3 separate regions of the Mus musculus genome follow, and regions 1 and 2 are each linked to region 3. A link is a contact called in public HiChIP or PLAC-seq data. All regions are on one chromosome and are shown on one strand. Each heading gives the region's core, a stretch centred on a gene start, on an enhancer-like site or on the middle of the called end of the contact. The rest is flanking DNA. Distances are from core to core; before and after follow the strand shown.

Evidence for each region. HiChIP or PLAC-seq counts read pairs in DNA pulled down with a chosen protein or histone mark.
Region 1: an H3K27ac HiChIP or PLAC-seq map of CD4 single positive thymocytes shows a contact between it and region 3, with 11 times the contacts expected there. The contact joins the enhancer-like site here to the promoter of Eif4enif1 in region 3. A contact is called at or near these places in 2 of 39 promoter capture datasets (the C10 cell line and cranial neural crest), 2 of 484 Hi-C or Micro-C datasets (bone marrow-derived macrophages and nephron progenitors), 10 of 115 datasets of contacts at active chromatin or transcription factors (the 230-238 cell line, CD4 single positive thymocytes, the SCID.adh cell line and 5 more) and 3 of 9 other capture datasets (adipose tissue, liver and pancreatic islet).
Region 2: an H3K27ac HiChIP or PLAC-seq map of thymic regulatory T cells shows a contact between it and region 3, with 8 times the contacts expected there. The contact joins the enhancer-like site here to the promoter of Eif4enif1 in region 3. A contact is called at or near these places in 4 of 39 promoter capture datasets (embryonic stem cells, hippocampal neurons, liver and 1 more), 7 of 115 datasets of contacts at active chromatin or transcription factors (the 230-238 cell line, CD4 single positive thymocytes, bone marrow-derived dendritic cells and 4 more) and 3 of 9 other capture datasets (adipose tissue, liver and pancreatic islet).

The regions. Positions count from the first base shown.
Region 1 is chr11:3,311,798-3,314,733 of GRCm38.p6, reverse strand. All of the region lies in intron 1 of Gm12592 (predicted gene 12592), which reads left to right. It overlaps Gm11944 (predicted gene 11944), which reads right to left. Exons shown (of 6, transcript NR_045708.1): 3 at 2,109-2,202. Among named protein-coding and RNA genes, the nearest start is that of Gm11944, 4.3 kb to the right of the region's middle. Within about 2 kb of position 1,258, at least 45 of the 459 cell types and tissues checked have an H3K27ac peak or open chromatin away from gene starts, as enhancers often do. A contact at or near this core is called in CD4 single positive thymocytes and the SCID.adh cell line, where this site is marked.
Region 2 is chr11:3,104,193-3,107,262 of GRCm38.p6, reverse strand. No RefSeq gene overlaps it. Among named protein-coding and RNA genes, the nearest start is that of Gm33862, 31 kb to the left of the region's middle. Within about 2 kb of position 1,657, at least 121 of the 459 cell types and tissues checked have an H3K27ac peak or open chromatin away from gene starts, as enhancers often do. A contact at or near this core is called in the 230-238 cell line, CD4 single positive thymocytes, bone marrow-derived dendritic cells and 2 more, where this site is marked.
Region 3 is chr11:3,201,326-3,204,025 of GRCm38.p6, reverse strand. It overlaps Eif4enif1 (eukaryotic translation initiation factor 4E nuclear import factor 1), which reads right to left and starts at 1,443. Exons shown (of 19, transcript NM_023743.2): 1 at 1,229-1,443; 2 at 276-396. The coding sequence starts at 368. Gm51877 (5E5 antigen) reads left to right here and starts at 808. Exons shown (of 1, transcript XM_030246456.1): 1 at 808-2,482. The coding sequence starts at 808. The coding sequence ends at 1,881. It also overlaps a transcript of Sfi1 not described here.

The DNA.
Region 1 (2,936 bases), core at 9-2,508, 110 kb before region 3:
TTTGTAGACCAGGCTGGCCTCGAACTCAGAAATCTGCCTGCCTCTGCCTCCCGAGTGCTGGGATTAAAGGCGTGCGCCACCACGCCCGGCTTGACAATTTTTTTGTTTTTGTTTTTGAGAGTCTTGTATAACCCAGGCTGGTCTCAAACTTGCTATATAGCTAAGTACGACTTTGAACTTCTCTTGAACCTTCTAACTGCTATGCACCACACCTATTTACTGTGGTGTATACTCTGTAAGATAGAGTACTAGGCTTCATGCAGATTAGGCAAGCACTCTACCACCAGAACTATACACCCCCCAACCCCCGCCCATTCTTCTTATCATTGGTATTCTTTTGCTTTCCCCCACCCCACAAAGGGAGAATGTACTCTGCAAAACAGTGGGAGGAGTTCTGAGTCCCTGAGAGTAAGGGTTGGCCCAGGATGAAGGAAAAAAGGAGGGGAGCTAATAGAGGAAGGCAGCAAGGGAGAGGAAGAGTGAGCCACTAGGGGGCAGTCAGGGACGTGTTCCCTGTGGCTGGAATCATGGAAGGCCTGAAGTAGGTGTATCTGTATCTCAAACCCTCTGTTCCCTTGAACCTGTGTCCACATCTGAACACGTACTGATTTAGAACAAAGTAAAGGAGAAGGTATAGGTTGCAGGTCTGAGCTGATGCTGGAGGAGGAAGGGCTCATCTTTAAGGGTTCCTTGTCAGTGTTCCTTGTGGGATGGACCAAAGCATTTTGGTTTCAGTTATTGGTATGAAGAGTAATCTCCTTGTTGGGGTAGGGTGAATTGGAGGGCCGAGTCCAAGTCCTTGTCACAAGAGACAAAGATGACCTATTTGGAGTTCCTGGGTGCCTTTTACAGCTTAAAGCATTTAAGATGTTTCCAAGAACTGGAGGGGAAGGTATCCTGGGAAGGGTCCCAAGTTGTGGGGATGTCTACCTGTCCCGGGCTTCCACCTCTCCCCTGCATCTCGGCTTGGTCTTTTACTCTTGTCTAGTGTGCTTGTTCATTTGAGCCTGAGTATCATAAGGGACAGACCACGCACAAGTGGGAACCGTGCAGAACAGGGAAGTGTACAGAAGTGACACACAGCTCAGATCTGAGCCCTCACCTTGCCCTTCACATCTTCAGACATAAGCAGTCACTAGACTTCTCTGAACCTTCAAGTAGAATATTTTCCTTATGGGGCACTGTGCCTGGCACCCAGCAAGTGTGCCAGCTAGCTGTCTTACAGCAGAGGTGGGGGCAGGGAAAACTGTAGACAGCAGCAATCAGATATGGGCCTCTGGAGTTTCTCAGGCAGATAAAAAGATAAGAACTTTACAGGCAGAGGAAGCAGCTTACACAAGCAAATAAACAGGAGCTGTGAGGTGAAAGGGCTCAGGGCTCCAGTGCATAGCATGGGACCCTGCCTCCCCCACTTCTAAGTCCCTCCCCCCCAAAAAGGTAAAGTGCTTTCTGCAAAATCTTTGAGTTGGATCTGTTGGATCCACAGTGGAAAATCAAACTCTAAAGAGGTTCCTGTAAACTGGGTGTGTTGTACTTTAATCCCAGCACTCAGGAGGCAAAGAGTAGATAGATCTCTGAGTTCGAGGCCAGTCTGGTCTAGAGTGAGTTCCAGGACAGCCAGGGCTACACAGAGAAACCCTGTCTCAAAAAACAGGGTAGAAAGTGAACTGGTTAGGCAGCCGTGGCAATAAGCACATTGGACCTCCTTGAATAGACTGCCTCAGTACAGCCTTCCTGGAAGATAAGGCACTGCACAGCAGACCAGGACCCCAGAGCCGTCCAGCAGGAGGCTAGACCCTCTAAGCCAGGACGAGGCCTCGCAAAATATACACTGGCAGCTGGAAGCCTAACCCAAGCCTGGCCTCACAGTCATTGACTTCCTTCAATTTTATTTACAGCTAAGTGCTTTACTTTCTTTGAACACAGCCCAAGCAAGCTGGTCTTGAACTCCCTATGTGGCTGAGGCTGGCCTTGAACTCCTGATCTTCCTGCCTCTACCTCCTGGGAAGTCCTGGGATTATTATAAAAGAGCAATACCCAACCTGCAGTTTAAAATGGTCAAAATACATAAAACAAATTCTCCCTCTTTTAATGACAAAAATGCTTACCTGTTGGCACTGCACAGAAATTGTTTGCTAGTCCTGTTCTTGCTCACTGTCTCCATTACAGTGAAGGGGTTTGAGCAAAGATGGTTGAGGTAACCTGAAAGGAGTTTTGCGTGTTTCCTAATGTGCTTTACTAGGTAGGGATCAGCTACTTTGTTCTCCTAGCAGCCCTGGAAAAACTGCTTTTTTGTTATCGTAGGTTTTGGTGAGGAAACAGGCCCACATCATTCTGAAAGAAGTTCCTGGAGGGTCTGAACCAGGCTCTCTGTCTCCTGGATGAGCATGAACCAGGGCACAGTGACGATTGCCCAGAGAAGAGACTGTGCTTAGAGCAGCAGCAGTTCAAGGTGGTTGTGGGTCGTGGAAGATGCAGGCATACAGACGGGGATGAGTGGGGGACTTGTAGTGAAAGCTACTTGGTGGGGTAGAGCAAGAGGCACAAGGCTGGGGGTGACTCAGGCTCTAAGCTTGAGAGCTCTCTGTAGACACTAGCTGGACGGGACGGCTGTGGTAAAGTCCTAACAGTCCCACTGGGGGATGGCACAGAAGCAGCTCAGGTTGCACTGTGGGATCCATTCTCACTGCTTGCTTTGGCTGTGTTGGGATCAAGCCTGTTGGTTGTTAAATTAGTCACTCCTTATTCTGAGTGACTATGAATTGATATATGTGATAGTTAGACAGGTAGTTGGCACCTTTAGTGTGTCATTACTACTAATGGCTAGTGTATTTATTTGGAACAGCATATGACTGGAAATCATAAAGGCTGACACGTTTAAAAAACAAAAAGACCTACAAGTGTGGACTTGTGTTCAGGAAATACCAAGTAGGAAG
Region 2 (3,070 bases), core at 408-2,907, 97 kb after region 3:
CTCTGGAAGGGGGCAGTTTTTCTTTAGATGGCCTACTTTTCCACAGTTAAAGCAAGCTCTTTGTTTGCTGGTAGAGGGGCGCTTTTGTGTTTGTAATATCGCTGCAGCCAGCCCCGCATTGGTAAGTGGGCCTCCTAGCTCTCTACATACCCTAAGCCAATCCTGCAATCCCTTGTTTTTTCTTGGTGTAATAGCAGTCCTGCATTCCTGTGTGGCTTGTTCATAAACAAGCTGTTCAATTAGAGGCATGGCCTGTTCAGGATCTCCAAAAAATCCTTCCTGCTGCTTCAGGCATTCTCGCCACAAAGTCTGAGAATGGCTCCTGGGGGCCCTGGATGATCTTTGTAAGGTGGCCTCCAGCTTCTCCCTTTCTTGTAAGAGCTTTCCAAGCCTTAATGGCAGCCGCTGATATTTGAGCATATTCTCCCCAATGATAATTAGTTTGATTGGCGGCATACTGTCCTTGACCCATTAATAATTCAAAAGTCCATTGTCTCTGATTATCATCCTCTGCTGCAGCATTAATTCTTGCCTGATCTGGGCAGCATCGTACCATAATGCTTTCCATTCCATGTATTGTCCCATATTAGGTAGAGTGGCTTTAACTGTCATTTGCCAGTCTGCTGGAGTCATTGCTACATTGGCAAATCTCTCGACCTGTACCAAGGTGAAGTTGGCATTGACTCCATAATTACATACAGATTCAGCAAGTTCTTTAATTTGTTGATATTCTACAGGAGCATGTATGCATCCTGCATCATCTCCAGCATCGAAAACTGGAAAAGCAATCTGAATCTTTTTTAATTCCTCCTGAGGCAGAAAGGAACTAGCACCACAACTTGTTTGATATGGTGGGGGTGCTGAGGGCTTGGGCAACTGCTTTATGCCCCCCCTCTTATTTTAACCTTTTGCTGTACCTTTGGATTAGGGCCATACCTTTCCCTTTCATATTTTGTTGCTTCCTCTTCTAATTCTGCCTATTCGCCAGAATCTAACTCATCAGAATCTGAGCTATCAATCTCTAGGGCTTCTAAATCTAGGGTGGGGTAAATGTTACTAGGTTTACTTGTAGGGGGTGCACTGTTACCGTCCCCTTTCATATCTCTCCCCCTATCTAACTTCCAGGGAGGTCCTTTTTCCTTATCTCTCCCCCTATCTAACTTCCAGGGAGGTCCTTTTTCCTTATCTCTCCCCCTATCTAACATCCGGGGAGGTCCTTTTTCCTTCATGTCTGTTTTCTTAGGAGCTCCAATTCTCTCGCTCCGTTCGGTTTCTGATATGCTGTCTTGAACCTCTTCTAATGTTTCTTGTCCCTCAACCACTGCAAGTCGTCAGGTCTCATCTTCTAAGCAATTCTTTATCAGTTTCCAAATGGCCTTGGTGCCTAGGCACAAATCTCCTTCCTCAATTTTTTTATCTAGGTCTCTTCCTAGTTTATCCCATGAAGCTATGGTCAGTGAGCCCGAGCAAGCATACCATGGGGCGACACGGTCAACCGCTGCGACAAAATTTTTTAGGGTGCATGTGGCAATCTTGAGGTCTCTCTGCTTAAGAACAGCTTGTAGTGTGTTTACAACCGATTCTGAAGACCCCATCGTGCCTGCGGCTTATGTACATCCGACTTAAGGCACGAAAAGCAGAAGTGAAAGTAAACCACACTCTGCTCTGAAAAAGCAGAAGTCTGCTTCCGAGGCAGCTGCTCCAAAAAGCAGAAGGAAATACGCTCTCAAAAGCAGAAGTTCACTTTTAAAGCAGAAGGCTGCCTCTAAAGCAGAAGTCCGCTCCTGGAGCAGAAGTGAAAGTAAAGTGAAAGCAAAATGCCACGCTCCACTCCCTTACGTACGAGAGACTGACCGAGAATGACGGTGCCACCGCTTATCTACGTCGGACTGACCGCACCTCAAAATTAACACCAACCACGATGAACACGATAAGACACCAGGAGAAAGAAGATAAGCACCAGAGTTACAAAAACCAAAGCTTCTACTGACCCGTCCCACGGTGCTTTCAGATTAAAACCAAAGTTAAAAGGAACAACAGGTTCAAGATCAGACATGACTCTCCGAGCTTATCCACTGCAGTTCTGAATCTGCCCTATCTCCAGGGGGGTCTCCTTAGTGCTGGTGTTGTTGAAGTCCCGGGTTTCGGCACCAGATGTGGTCTGTGATAAGGAGTCTCGCCAACGAGGACGAAAACACAGGACACACTCAGATCCTTCTGCAGCAAAGCTTTAATGCATCTCGAGAGATAGATGAATCAGCTTCTGGGGAGGAGGAGACCCAGAACACAGGAAACTTGTCCCTTTTATAGCCCACGAAGAGCGGTTGGAGACGTGCCTCGCCCTGACTGGCTGCTCACCATCAGCCCAGATGACGCCACGGGATAGACAGGGCACAAGGAATGGAAAAATACCCCAGCACATGCGCAGACTACTTGTTTACCAGTTAGAACACCGGATGTCAGCGCCATCTTGTAATGGTGACTGCAAGGGCGGCTCCTCACACACACTGTAGGAACTGGAGTATGACGAGAAAACTGAAAATCATGGAAAATGAGAAACACACAATGTAGGACCTGGAATATGGAGGAAAACTGAAAAACGTGGAAAATGAGACACAAACACTGTATGTCCTGAAATATAGTGAGAAAAATATGAAAAATGTGAAAAATGAGAAATGCACACTGTAGGACCCTGATTATGGTGAGAAAACTGAAAAAAAAAACGTGGAAAATGAGAAACTCACATGGAAGGAAATGGAATATGGCAAGAAACACTGATAAACGTGGAAAATGAAACACAAACACAATTTGACCTGGAATATGGAGAGAAACACTCAAAAACGTGGAAAACTGAGAAATGGACACTATAGGACCTGGAATATGGCAAGAAACCCGAAAAAGTGGAAAATGGGATACAAACACTGTTTAACCTGGAATATGGCAAGATACACTCAAAAACGTGAAAAGTGAAAAATGCACACTTTAGGACGGAGAATATGGCGAGAAAACTGAAAAATGCGATAAATGAGACACAAACAGTGTTTTTAACTGGAAAGTGGCGAGAAACACT
Region 3 (2,700 bases), core at 194-2,693:
AGCTGGAAACCTCACCTGATCCCTGCCAACCAATCACCCAACTGTTAAAGAACATCTGGGTACAAACACTTATCTACAAATTTCACACAGGATCTGAGACAACAGCCTTTCACCTAAAACCTACAGTTTAAACCCAGTAGTCACACTTAAAAATGACCAAATGCAGATGCTTTACAAAATTTATTTAGTCCCCAATGAGTCAGAGCAAAACTACCACTTTAGATAATTCCAATGAAATAGCTACACATTATTACTTCATGTGAAACAAAACTTACTTTCGTATAGCGATGGGGGGATTTGGAGGTGGGCAGTTTCTTCAGCTCAAGGAAAGCATCTCCATTTTCTGTTTCAGCCACACTTTTCTCCATGGCTTCTTGGTGTACAATATTTTTGCACCTGGAAAATAAAATTAGGCACAAAACTGTCAAACAGAACAATAAATATTCCAAAGCCTTAGCTGCTTCTCTGAAACTGGAACTTTGAGGGGAAAAAAGAAAAAAATCAAGATAGTTAAAAAAAAAAAATCCCAAAACTACGGTATGAACCAGAACTAAATTGGAAAGAGAACCACCTGAAGTATTCAGAGTACCCATAGCAAAGAAAAGCAGAAGTGGAAGGGGCCCAACTCAGGGTACAACCTTTAATTATCTTTAATACAAAGGGAAACCAAAATAGTCGCTGCCACCCACAAGAATCGACCTGGCGGCGGTGGTGGTGAAGTTTCCCGGAGTAGAGTAGAGGTAGGACTGGTTGGGCTGCCGATCCGGCAAGTCGGGCTGCTGGAAAGTGCCTGTCACTTGTCAATGGATGGCACCAGCTGCCCCTTATTACCCGAGCGAGAGGGGCTGGGGAACCGGCCGGAGAGCACCTCTCTCAGCCGGCCACACCTGTGGCCATGTGAGGGGCGTCCGCGGCGAGGGAGGGCCGGTGCGGGCCTCCTCTGGGAAACTCCACTCCTCCAACGAACCCCTGGCCCCTCACCCAGGCCCCGGGCTAGAGGCTCCTCCGGAAGAAGGGCAGGGACGGTACTCACGGAAGGAGGCGGGCCGCAGGGAGCAGGGACCAAGTCCACAGGTCGGCCGCCTAGAGCCGGCGCAGGCCCGCCTGCTGCCCGCCGGCCGCCCGCGCGCCTCGCGCCTCTGCCGCCCCCCGCGCGCGCCCTGCCGCCCGCGCTCCCGGGGTAGCGCGCAGTCCTCGCACGCAGGCCGGGGCCCCGCGCTTGCCGTACCCTTGCTGGGAGCGCCCGCCGCCGGGCGGCCCTGCGCCTCGGCCGCCGCGTCCCCCCGCGCCCGCTCCAGGCCCGGCGTCGCTGGCCGCGGCCTGCGCTTGCGCCCCCCTCCCCCCCACCCGCTCGGGCTGGCTCTCCTCAGCCGCCGTAACCGAGGCCCGGCCCTCCGGCGCGGCTCTCCCCCCCCCCCCCCGCCAAGCACCGCGGGGGACCCAGGCACCGCCCTCGCAGCGCGCAGGACCTGGGGTGTCCGCAGCGGTGCCTGGCAGAAAAGCTGCTTTGGGCGGCGCTGTCCGCCGCGCTGGGTTCCGCGTGGGCCGGATGGCGAGGCCACAATAGCCAAAAGGGCACGGCGGCTACGGGAAGGTGATCGCGACCGGTGCCGTGGGAGCCGGCGCCCGGGCTCAAAGGCGGCTGCTGTGGGCAACTCAAGGAAGGGCGCCGCGTTCCCACGCGTCATGAGGGGCGGAGCCAGCAGCGCGCTGTCCGGGACCCGCGCCACGCCGGCGCGAGCGGGGTGGTCTGGGTGGGTCTGTATTGTCCAGTTGCTAGCGGTCACCGGGCTGGGCCACTGCTGGTGTTTTTGCGACAGGGGTCAGTTAGGAGAACATTGTCGTGACCTGTTTGTTTTTTATTGGTGTGATCTAGGGTAAAGTTCTGAGCGGCCCGATTTTTCGCGCCTTTTTGTCTGCTAAAACTGTCCCTGAAGTTACTCTAAAGGGCATTAGTCATAAGAGATGGTGCATTGATAAGCAAGTTTGTCACAATTATCTGTGATCCCACGTGAAGGGAATTGACTAATTAGAGTAGCTTTCAATGAATAATCTGGAAGAGTAAAGTATCTGAGGGAAATAGAAAGCCTGGCTTTTGCCCGAGTGCCGAAACAAGTTGATGGAGGATACAGATTCGGATATAAGTGGATAATCCAAGAACTGCCGCTCTGGGAAGGTCACTTGTGAACAAGTCTGTAGGAGTATGCCAAGCTGTTGGGACTGCCCAGAATTGATATTTCTTTGTCGTGGAGGGATACTGTTTGTTTGTTTTGTTTCCTGTAAAGAACAGCGAGGCTGAACATGATGGTTTTAATTTTTCAGATCTTGAAACCGGGGAGTTGAAAGCCAGCAGGAGCAGTAGGGCATTTGAATATCGTTTATTTTACTTGAGAAAGCTACTTCCCATTCTTTCTTTGAGTTTTGGCAACAAAAGTAATTTTTCCCCTTTGTAATGACTTAATAAAGTCTTTTTTGCAAACTATCTTTTGTAACAGATTTACACTATGTAACCCTGGCGGGCTTCCCAAGTGCTGGAAATTACAGGCCTGTGCCTAAAGAATACAGACAACAGACATAGAAACATCTGCACTTAGGCCTGATTCTCTATTGTCATAGAGGCTGTGTAGAATTAGGAAATATATTGATCTTTAGCTTAGTTTAGGAGTTGGAAATAGCAGTACTGAAGATTAAATTTAGCAA